2 separate regions of the Columba livia genome follow, and region 1 is linked to region 2. Evidence: chromatin contacts called from public Hi-C data. All regions are on one chromosome and are shown on one strand. Each heading gives the region's core, a stretch centred on a gene start, on an enhancer-like site or on the middle of the called end of the contact. The rest is flanking DNA. Distances are from core to core; before and after follow the strand shown. Region 1 overlaps LOC102090588 (nascent polypeptide-associated complex subunit alpha, muscle-specific form-like). Region 2 overlaps SETD5 (SET domain containing 5).

The links. A called contact is a pair of places that touch in the nucleus more often than the background predicts.
Region 1: a contact with region 2 is called in a Hi-C map of crop, with 3 times the contacts expected there. The contact joins two enhancer-like sites. A contact is called at or near these places in 2 of 2 Hi-C or Micro-C datasets (crop and liver).

The regions. Positions count from the first base shown.
Region 1 is chr10:18,510,876-18,515,999 of bColLiv1.pat.W.v2, forward strand. LOC102090588 (nascent polypeptide-associated complex subunit alpha, muscle-specific form-like) reads left to right here. Exons shown (of 4, transcript XM_065074812.1): 4 at 753-952. The coding sequence ends at 787. Among named protein-coding and RNA genes, the nearest start is that of CCDC51, 6.7 kb to the left of the region's middle. Within about 2 kb of position 2,541, at least 2 of the 3 cell types and tissues checked have an H3K27ac peak away from gene starts, as active enhancers do.
Region 2 is chr10:18,349,385-18,354,536 of bColLiv1.pat.W.v2, forward strand. SETD5 (SET domain containing 5) reads right to left here. Exons shown (of 23, transcript XM_065074630.1): 11 at 4,713-4,959; 12 at 4,428-4,508; 13 at 1,826-2,089; 14 at 693-1,013. Among named protein-coding and RNA genes, the nearest start is that of LHFPL4, 36 kb to the left of the region's middle. Within about 2 kb of position 1,622, at least 1 of the 3 cell types and tissues checked has an H3K27ac peak away from gene starts, as active enhancers do.

The sequences.
Region 1 (5,124 bases), core at 1,291-3,790, 160 kb after region 2:
ATTTCAGTCATCTGGTCCTTGTCCAATGCTTGCCAAAGCAGACAGCGATTATTATGTTGTTGTGGGAAGGCTGGACTGTTCCCTAGAGCCTCAGCAGTGCAGTCAGTCATACTGCAGTGTCAGGTCTGCTGTCGACCATCAGCCCTTGCAGCCTGTCTTGCTGTAGCCTTACTATTCTTTTTTCCTTTCCACTCGTCATACACGACACACGCTGTAAAAAATAGCATTTGCAAAAAATGCCGCACTTGTTGCTGTGTTAATATGTTGTGTTTTTCCACTCTGCTTTAGTCTCTTCAATAACAGGGGCTGCAGAGAACAGCTAATTCCAGAGAACTGGAATTCTTATAATTCCAGTACCTGCTTCTGTGGAGCTTTGATCCCAAGTGGGTGCTCTGGTTGCTATAGGGATACTGAGGCTTTTCTTCCCTTAGCCTTGAATTTGACTTGACCAGACTACACTCCTACTGTATAAGAAATAAACAATGGACAGTGTCCATAAAGGAACAAAGGGATTGCTGAAATACTTAGTTCTGTTGTAGATTTGTAGGGGATATTTGGTTCCAGGAGAAACTCTTTCTTAAGTTATTCATTTGGAGTAAAGTATGTGAGACCACAAATACAGAAGAGTAACACATGCAAAAACAATTAACCAGTGAGGATCTGAGTTGTACAGGCACTCTAGTGGGGATTTGATTTTATGAGGAACTAAATTTTAACGGTTTTCTAACAAGTTGTGTTGTTTCTTTTGGCAGCCAGTGGCGGAATAAAGAAGTCTGGCAAAAAGTAGTTTGATCGAATCGCAGGGTAAGAAGTGATCGAGTTACTCAATGGACCTGCAGACTTCAGAGAGTCATGAAAACTCACTGTCATTTGGGAAACATTGTACATTTTGTTTAGTCATAATAAATCTTTTTTGTTAAGTCATAATAAATCTTTTTTTGTTAAGATGTAATATTTTATCTCTTTACCTGTAGGTTTTGTTTTAAAAATTGTATTACTGTTTTATACTGGAAACTAAACTTTTACTGAAGGCCATTTGCGACCTTATGAAGCCTGAATGCATCTGCTGGTTTGGTCATTTATGAGACCGAATTTCAACTTACGCTCTTCTTTTGATAACAAGAGTCAGGCCTTAGTGTTAAAATCCAGTTTTAATCAGGAGGCTGAGGTTTAGCTGCAGCTGCCCAAGGTGTCATGATATCAGCACATGCTCTCGTAAGAGCTGGAAGCTTTGTCTGCACAAAAGGTTGAGTTATATTTCCATTGCCAGCAAAGTGATTGCCTTAGCATCAGCCACTATCCAAATCAATATTCCTTTTCATATTACTATTTAAGTACACTGTTGTACTATGCCCTGTAGTCCCAGTGGCTGCTGAACTTGCCTTTGTCCTACAAATAATCACCTACACTTTGTTTTTCTTGAACTTCTGTGTACCAATATGATTACAATCCCAGCGATACCTTTGTGGAGGAGAGAGGAAGGAAACAGTGCTTATGGAACTAGAAATTTTTGAAATGAACAGCAGTGGCAGTACACTGGGTGTAGAAATTTCAAGGGAGGAATGTGACATTCCCAAGGTAGGAACTAAGGGGGAAAGAATTAATGCAGAGTGCGTGTGCATTAGAGGAAACTTAAGGAGTGGCTGAAGTCTCTTGGTTTGTTCAGCCTGGAGGAGACGAAGAGACCTCAGCAGTTACACCTTCCTCACAAGGGGTGGATGAAGGGTGGGCACCGAACTCTTTCTCTTTAGTGACCGACGTCAGAACACGAGGGAATGGCAGGAAGATGTGTCAGGGGAGGTTCAGGTTGGACATGAGGAAAAGGTTCTTCACCCAGAGGGTGCTGGACACTGAACAGGCTCCTCAGGGAGGTGTCACAGCCCCAAGCCTGACAGTGTTCAAGAAGAGACTGAACAGCGTCCTCAGACACACGGTGTGACCTGTGGGGTGTCCTGAGCAGGGACAGGAGTTGGACTCGATGATCATTGTGGGTCCCTTCCAGTTCAGGACATTCTGTGATTCTTACCTCAGTGAACGGTAATGGTGAGATCCGGGCTGCTCCCGCAGGAAAGGCAGCTGTCAGCTGGGGGGGATTGCTGCGGTAAACAGTGAGGCACTTTGCGTGGAGTTACATGGTAAATCTGAAGACATTGTTGGCTCCTAAGGCAGAGCCTGCAGATGTCAGTGCTCAAAAGGTTTCCTTGTTTCTAGAGGGCTGGGGTGACTGTTGGGGGGACGCAGCGTTCTTCGTCCTCGTGAAGCACGTTTCAGCAGGGCAGGACCGGCACTGGGCACCCGGCGGAGGGGGGAGGAACAGGCCCTGTCCGGCCCCTCGGCGGCGGCTCCGGGGCGGGAGCGGCCGCGGGCTCTGGCGCCCCCCCGCGGTCACGCTGCGGCGCTGCAGGCGGCCTTGCTGGCCGGTACCGCAGCCGTGCGCATGCGCCCCCCAGGGGCTGCGACGAATGACGCTGGCGCATGCGCACCAACAGCCGCGCACATCGCTTGTGTGCGCTTGCGCATGCGCACCGCGTCCCGCCGGCCCCTCCCCGCTTCGGGAGCGGGTCTCCCCTCCGGAGCTCGCGGAGGAGCGCGCGGAACCGCCGCGCTGCGCGTGCGCTCCGCTCCTGTGGCAGCACGCGCCGGGCGGCGCGCGAGCCTCCCGCCTCAGGGCGGCGCGCGAGCCTCCCGCCTCAGGGCGGCGCGCGAGCCTCCCGCCTCAGGGCGGCGCGCGAGCCTCCCGCCTCAGGGCGGCGCGCGAGCCTCCCGCCTCAGGGCGGCGCGCGAGCCTCCCGCCTCAGGGCGGCGCGCGAGCCTCCCGCCTCAGGGCGGCGCGCGAGCCTCCCGCCTCAGGGCGGCGCGCGAGCCTCCCGCCTCAGGGCGGCGCGCGAGCCTCCCGCCTCAGGGCGGCGCGCGAGCCCGGGAAGTCCCCTCAGAGCCCGGACACCCCTCACAGCCTGGGCACCCTTCAGATCACAGAGTGTCAGGGGTTGGAAGGGACCTGGAAAGCTCATCCAGTGCAGTCCCCCCATGGAGCAGGAACACCCAGATGAGGTTACACAGGAAGGTGTCCAGGTGGGTTGGAATGTCTGCAGAGAAGGAGACTCCACAACCTCCCTGGGCAGCCTGGGCCAGGTTCCATCACCCTCGCCGTGAAGTTGTTTCTGCTCAAATTTAAGTGGAACCTCCTGTGTTCCAGTTTGAACCCATTGCCCCTTGTTCTATCATTGGTTGTCACCGAGAAGAGCCTGGCTCCATCCTCTGACACTCACCCTTTACATATTGATAAACATTAATGAGTCACCCCTCAGTCTCCTCCAAGCTCCAGAGCCCCAGCTCCCTCAGCCTTTCCTCACACGGGAGATGCTCCACCCCATCCTCCTCACTGCCCTGCTCTGGACTCTCCAGCAGTTCCCCAGGCAGCCCTGAGGCCCCGGAGCCACCCATGACCGGCTGCCCCTCAGCGATGGTCAGAACATCTCCAGCGAGGTGAGAGAGCTGCTTGTCTGCAGAGCCTCAGCGTGCAATCCCAAGCAGCCTGTTCCTTAAAGCCAAAGCCAGGCGTCCCCAAAGAGAAAAGCCTCCCAGAACTTTACCACGTGTGGGTTGCGTTCGCCCTTGGCACAATGAGGGGTGTTCTTCAGCATCTGCAGTCAAGGGCTTGGAGACTAGTACCAGGGCAGACATTGGACGTATGTCATCATGGAATTCTCGATGCCCTTTGTGCAGAAGTTAGGCATCCCTTTTGGCGGGAGCGGGATCTTCTACAAGACAGCACAGTGTGATAATCTCATTCTGGTCTAAACCCCTGCCTGTATGTTCTTTAAAGCTTTAGGTGAATCAGCTTGGTGTTAATTCAGTGGGTTTGGAGAGAGGGGCAGCCCTGGATGCTACGGTGGTTTAAAATGAGGATGAAGAAGGAATGTGAGACGCCTTCTAGATCTGGCCAGAACATGACAGAAATACAACCTTGGCAGTGTGTCAATAAGCAGTTGTTTGCCCTGCGAATTGCTAAATGAAATGAATGAGGTTGCCAGTCACAGTGAAGCTATCCTGAGGTGGTCTGAGTGAAACAGATTGAATAGAAATGTGTGCTCTGCACCATGAGAGAATATGCAAAGGCGTTTCAGCCAAAAATCAAGACAAGAGGGAAAGAGACCAAATGGCAAAGTGACAGATCGCTGCTGTGGGAGAGCTGTTCTCAATAGGCTTTAGTTTAATGTAGACATTGAACCGCCTTCCTGGCCAAGAATCCTCCTGTGTTTAATACAGGCTATGGAAATGGAGCTGAACAAAGGAACACTTTGATTTTATGTTTTTACATAATACTATGTTATAAATGGCATTTCATTCCTTAGTGCAGCTCCAGCTCAGTGTTAAACTAATGCAAAGACATTATAGCTCCTAAATCACATATATACATAAAATTACCCACAGTCTGAAGGGCACAGAAAAAACAAAGCCCAGAAGGCAGTATGAAATGAATGCCCATGATTAAAATAGTAGCAGAATAAATGCAAATATTGTTTATAGGTAAAACTGTTGAAGGATATGATTGCTATAATGAATTCAAGTCAAGCTCTAATGTCTTAAAGTACTTTGTCTACTCTTTTGAGTTATTTCAGCTCCAAGGAAATCATACCCTACTCTGAACAACTTCCACATACTGATTCACGTGAGGTCTTAAATATGAAACTTCTCTGGCTTAAGTCAGCCAGGCTGGAGGACTGGCTTTGAACCGCTGCTACAGACTGGCTTTGTGACCTCACATAAGACATTTTGCATTTTAGTTTTCTTCTTTCCACAGAATGTGGATAGTGCTATTAAATATTCTGAGGCTTAATTAATAAATAATTGTAATGTACGATGATTCTAGACTGAGAGTGGCTAAGAAAGCATGAGCACACAACCCAGAACATCCTAAAATGCTTCACTGCACTGCCCAGCAAGCTTCAAAACACTGGGAGCTGCTGGGGGAGTTTCTCATGCTTTTAGGTTCCAGCTGATCCTTCCTCCCCCAGCTGCCTTAAACAATTAGAAAGAGAGGCACAATATAACACAGATACAACAGCAGTTTGAGCACAGAGCTCCTGGGTCGGCAGGAACTAGTGATTCCTTTGCAGCCTT
Region 2 (5,152 bases), core at 372-2,871:
TCCTTCTCTTGCTGGTGTACACAAGAGAACCTTTGTTTTAATACGCTTTACAAGATGCAACACCCTGGTTACTTCAAGGTGGGTTTCTTGGTTTTGTTTTAAGCGAGTCTCACTACACCTCTGTACTGCTTGGTTTAAGGTAACTTTCTTGGCTGATCATCTTTTTCTCCCTGCTCCTAAGACACTGGGAATACACAGAAAATTTCTTGAGATCATATGCATCCAAGCTTTTTTAACACGCATTTTCTCTTTTAAGTGCAAAAATTTGCAATTCCTTATGTTGCCAAGCCCCTCCTACCCTTCTCTCTCAGGACCCCTCAAGTTGGACACATTTTCATCCCGACATACACAAAGCTGTATAATTTGCCTCTTTCAAGAACTCTTTGCCATACCCAAAAGTGAGACCTTTCCTCTTGCACCTGTACACCCTGATGATATCTAAGGTCTATGTGACTTGCTGTAAAGATCAGCTATTTTTTTTTGTTTCTGATCTTTGTGTATACAGGGCTGAGCAGCCAGATTCTGATCCATGGTGACAGCTCTCAGCCACTACAAAACAAATAATACAGTAAATAAAAAGTCATGTAATCCCAACTATTTTGAAGAACTTTCCCCTAAGCCAACCTCTCCCTGAAGGCTGCACAGACTGTCATTTCCCCCCCTCTTCAGTTTGACCACTCAATCACATTTACCTTTTTCGTTTTGGGGTACTTTACTGCAGCTCGATTTGTCTGAGATCCTGCAGCCAGGACAGCAGTTGGGTCAGATCCTGTCAACTGTCTGCCTTCTCCTGGACCTTCCACATTGCTGACATCTGTTGCGGTTACCAAGCTGGCAGTGCTTCCTTCCTCTGGGACAGCCTGTGCGAGTTCAGCTTGCTGGGAACTGGCTTGTTTCTGCCTTCTCAGTCTTTGGGCTGAACTTGTCCGGTATCGAGAGAAGCGACTTTTTGGTCGGGGCCTGGAGGGTTTTGCTGGAGCTGGCTTAGTAAGTGTTTTTTCGGCGACAGCATCCTACAATATAAACTGTCATTAGTATGAGGACCTCTAAGAGTATTCCTTTTCTCTGCATACAGGATTAATGATTGAGATTTGTTTATCTGAATCATAAAATCTGATTGGACTCTGTTTGTATGGGCTCATAAGATGGCTTTGAGGACCCTCCTAAAACACTGGCGCATTGTTTTGTCTGCTGTGTTTTTAAAGGTGTCGACCAGAATGCTCATCTTAAGGAAAAAAGCAGCAGTATATGAAACTTGCTGCTTGTCTCAAGGTAACTGCTCTTACCCCTGGTGTGAGCGGACACATATCATTCCAGGCCCTGCCATACACGTGCATTCAAAGTACAGCAGGCCAAAAAAACCAAAGAGCAAAAGAATTACTCAACCACTGCAGTTGTGCATCCAACTTAAGTTCACAACAGCATGGAAGAGGCCCACTTGGTGAAGGAACTGGGCTTGTTCAGTCCAGAGAAGGATCAGGGGGACCTAATGGCAGTCGTCCTGCATTCAGACTGAAGCCACCAAGGAGATGCAGTGATGCATCAGTGTATATACCAGATACAAGGCAAAATTTTCTCACCATGAGAACAGTTAGGAATTGGACGGGGTTCCCCAGAGGGGTTGTGCAATCTCCATCCCTGGAGCTATTCAAGAGCAGACTGGGTAGAACCCCAGCCAACCTGGTCTGACCTCAGAGGTGACCCAGCCTGCTGCAGAACAGATCAGAGACCCCACGAAGCTCCTCTCAACCTGAACGATCTTACGATCGGACATGCTGCATGTGAGCTGGGTACAAGCTATTAAACAGGCCTATCTTCGTCTTACCACTACTTGTGAAGACCGCCGTGTGTTCACCCCAGTACTGCTGTTACTGTTCGACACATTGGGAGCAGCGGCACTCAGTGCTGAACTTCCATCTTCAACTTCAGGAGTTTCTGTTTTTACTTCCTCCGACTCAGGAGCTTCAGAATTGATGCTGGTTTCAGCATCGGTGCTGTTACGGTCTGATGGTTGCTCTCGTCTCCTCTTTCTCTTTTCTAAGTTTTCAAACATATGCATGATGGCTTCTACCTTTCTGTCTTCCCGGGACTAGAACACAAAAGTAAATTGAAGTCAGCACTGCAAATTACACACATAAAGAGGAGGAGGCAGGAACAGATATGGGATGCAGCACAGGAAGGAGACAAACTTGCGAAATAGCAATGGCAAGAGCCAAAAAGAGGACAGAGAGAAGCGGTTCTTTTCAGATATTTGCATTTTTCAACATGGCAAATTTCCCAGAACAACAACAACAGTCATGTGTTCATAGAGTAACTACAAGAACGAGACTTTATCCTTAAATAGGGCCACTTAGATACTACTGAGTTATATTTATAGAACAGCCACAAGGAAATGCATAATTCTGAAGAACTAAAAACCGTAAGAAAGAATAAATAGAGTGAAGAGACGATGTGGAAACAAACAGAGCTACTTGCCAATGACCAAACATTAGAAGCAAACAGAAGCCAGAGGCAACAAAAGTGAATCAGTAATTTGCAGCAACTACAACACGTCACACAGGCTGACTAAAATGACCCAGATTCATTCCTTCCCTGATGGTAGGAGATCACCTAGCTCAAAAAAAACCCCTCTTGTCTAAGCAGCTTACATAGTGGATAAGACAAACAGAACATGAGAGAATAGAGAGGCAAAACAAAGGTATTTTGCAAGGTAAACAGAAAGCACAGGAAATCTTAACACCTGGCTGTGTCAGAAATAATTGGTAATTATGCATGTAAAAGGCCCAGTACAATAATGCTGCAGTGACTGGCAAGAACCAGGCTGAACCAAGTGAATTGTAAGAAGTGGGGTCAAGCGCCTTCTGAGCCTTGTCATGAAGGAGAAAGTATCTGGAAGCACCCAGCAGTGCTCAATCACAGCAGCCTGGCCTTTACAGTTTTCTGTTCAAAAATATTTAATACAGACAAAAAAAAAAAAAAAAAGAGACCGGGAGAACTACAGATATATGTATTTACCTGGTGCCATGTATAGAAAACTGAATCCCATTAAAGGAGATTAACTGGTGCGTGTACAGGAACAGGGCTTACAGGTTCATGGGGAACTAACACTTCACTAAGTCTTCTTGAACCGTACTGTCCCAGAAAGAGATCAGCAGCCCTGCATTGAAAGGAAATCTTCCCTCCGAGCCTGAGGCCAGCCCGATGGGTGACTGCTCTTAGTCAAATTTCAGCAGAAACTGACTTTTACCTTGCCTGTTCTAAAGAAATCCATGAGATAATCCAGGGATGTCTCAGCTGGATAGCCCTCAGCTCCGCAATTTGCCGCACTGTCTTAACACTTAAAGCATTTGCAAGAAATTTGCACATGGAAGATCCATATCACCAATTAGAGGAAGACGGGTGATTAAGCTCCAATACCTGTGTTGGTTGGTAGGATGGGAGCACTTTTTTTTCTTCCTTGGGTTTTTGGTCAGACATTTTTAGGCTTTTTGGGTGTTTGTTTTGTTTGTTTAGTTTGGTTTTGTTTTTTAAATTTATTTGGGGGGTGTGTGTTTTTGTTTTATTTTATTATTAAGTAGAACCAGACCAGCTCCATCCACATGCATAAAACACTCTAACCCAGGAAGCAATAGCTGGTGCCGTAAGAAGCACAAGGAAGAAAACCCACAGCTCTGCTCAGTACAGAAAGTGACTGAGAAGGGACTGTGCTATCAAACATCCCAGAGCACTAAGAAATATTTTAATCAAGACGACTGATTAAGACAACAACGATTTGGGAGCAGAAGGGGATTTCCTAATAAAGGACATACCAAATTCTGTTGACTTGTTGCCAGTAGTGCTGTCAGTGATCTACCCCCTCACTAACTTTTGCTACTTGATCCAAACTTTTTCCACATGGCAACAGGTTTATGAACCCATAGATGGAAAAGATACCTATTCACAAACCCAACCCAGCAAAATGGGTTAAGTTTTAACAAAAATCTGCTTCATGCTGTGATCTAGTTGAAGATGTTCCTGCACATTGCTTGGGGGTTGAACTAGGTGACCTTTAAAGGTCCCTTTCGACCCAAACTATTCTATGATTCGATATGGCTCCATAAATTGTACTGGCAACAAGGAAGGGGAGCAGGAACTCTTTTGAATCTGGTGCTGATTGTCTTGTTAATGGTGTGGTTTAGACTACAGAACAGCCCTGAAAGTAACAGTTAAATCTTTCAACTAGCTAACAAATCTGTCCTACACCTTCTAATCTGCAGTACCTGAACACAAATCCTGTGATGTGGAGTCAATCTGGGTGGTTTTTTGGTTTACTGAAGACCACTGACAGTTGGAATTTGTGTTGAAACAAGCAAAATAATCAACTGGACCTGTTGGAATGAAGCAAGCCCTAAGGGGGATGATACCCAGAGACTGAGAAAGGTACTTGCCCGTCGGCCGTGGACCAAGGCTCCCTGCTCATCTACAGGTTCCTCTTTCTCCCCTTCTTGTTTCTCCTCCTTCTCTACCACCTGAAAGAGAAGCCCAGACTTAGTATGTCTAACAATATTTGGTACTGTTTTAAAGTTATCAAGATTCCTATGTTACTCTAAGGTGCTAAAGGTTTAAAAAAGGCCTCCCGCAGTTACTGTTCTGAAGATCCCAGTGCTGTATTGGATCAGATTCTACACCATGGAACAATAAAAATATTGACAACAAAGTCTCAGGGGTTTTACCTCATTGTCACTGACTGCTGGAGGTCCCTCAGGAACTTCCTCTGTTTGTTGACTGCTGTTCTCATCCGATGCAATGCCCTGCTGTTCCATCTCTAGCTCCTTTCGACGGGCTTTTCGCCGGCGTGTTTCTGCCCCAATCAGTGTGCCTAAAACAGGTGGAGGTAGGTGTTCTGCAGCATTTGGGCTACGTTTCTGCACAGGGCAATTCCGGTTCCCCTTGTGACATGCACAGTCCACTTTATAGTTGCTGCTCCAAAACACAAACATAATTCGTGTCACTCTTCATTTCTCAACCCTCGTACAGAGACATTCAATGCATCTCCTACTAAACATCTCACCACGTGCCAAAGCAAGGACAGCAGGCTACCTTATGGCCTCTATTGGAGAATATGCCAGCAGAACTGGACAGAATAGCCGGAAAATGCATTTCAGTAGAAAAC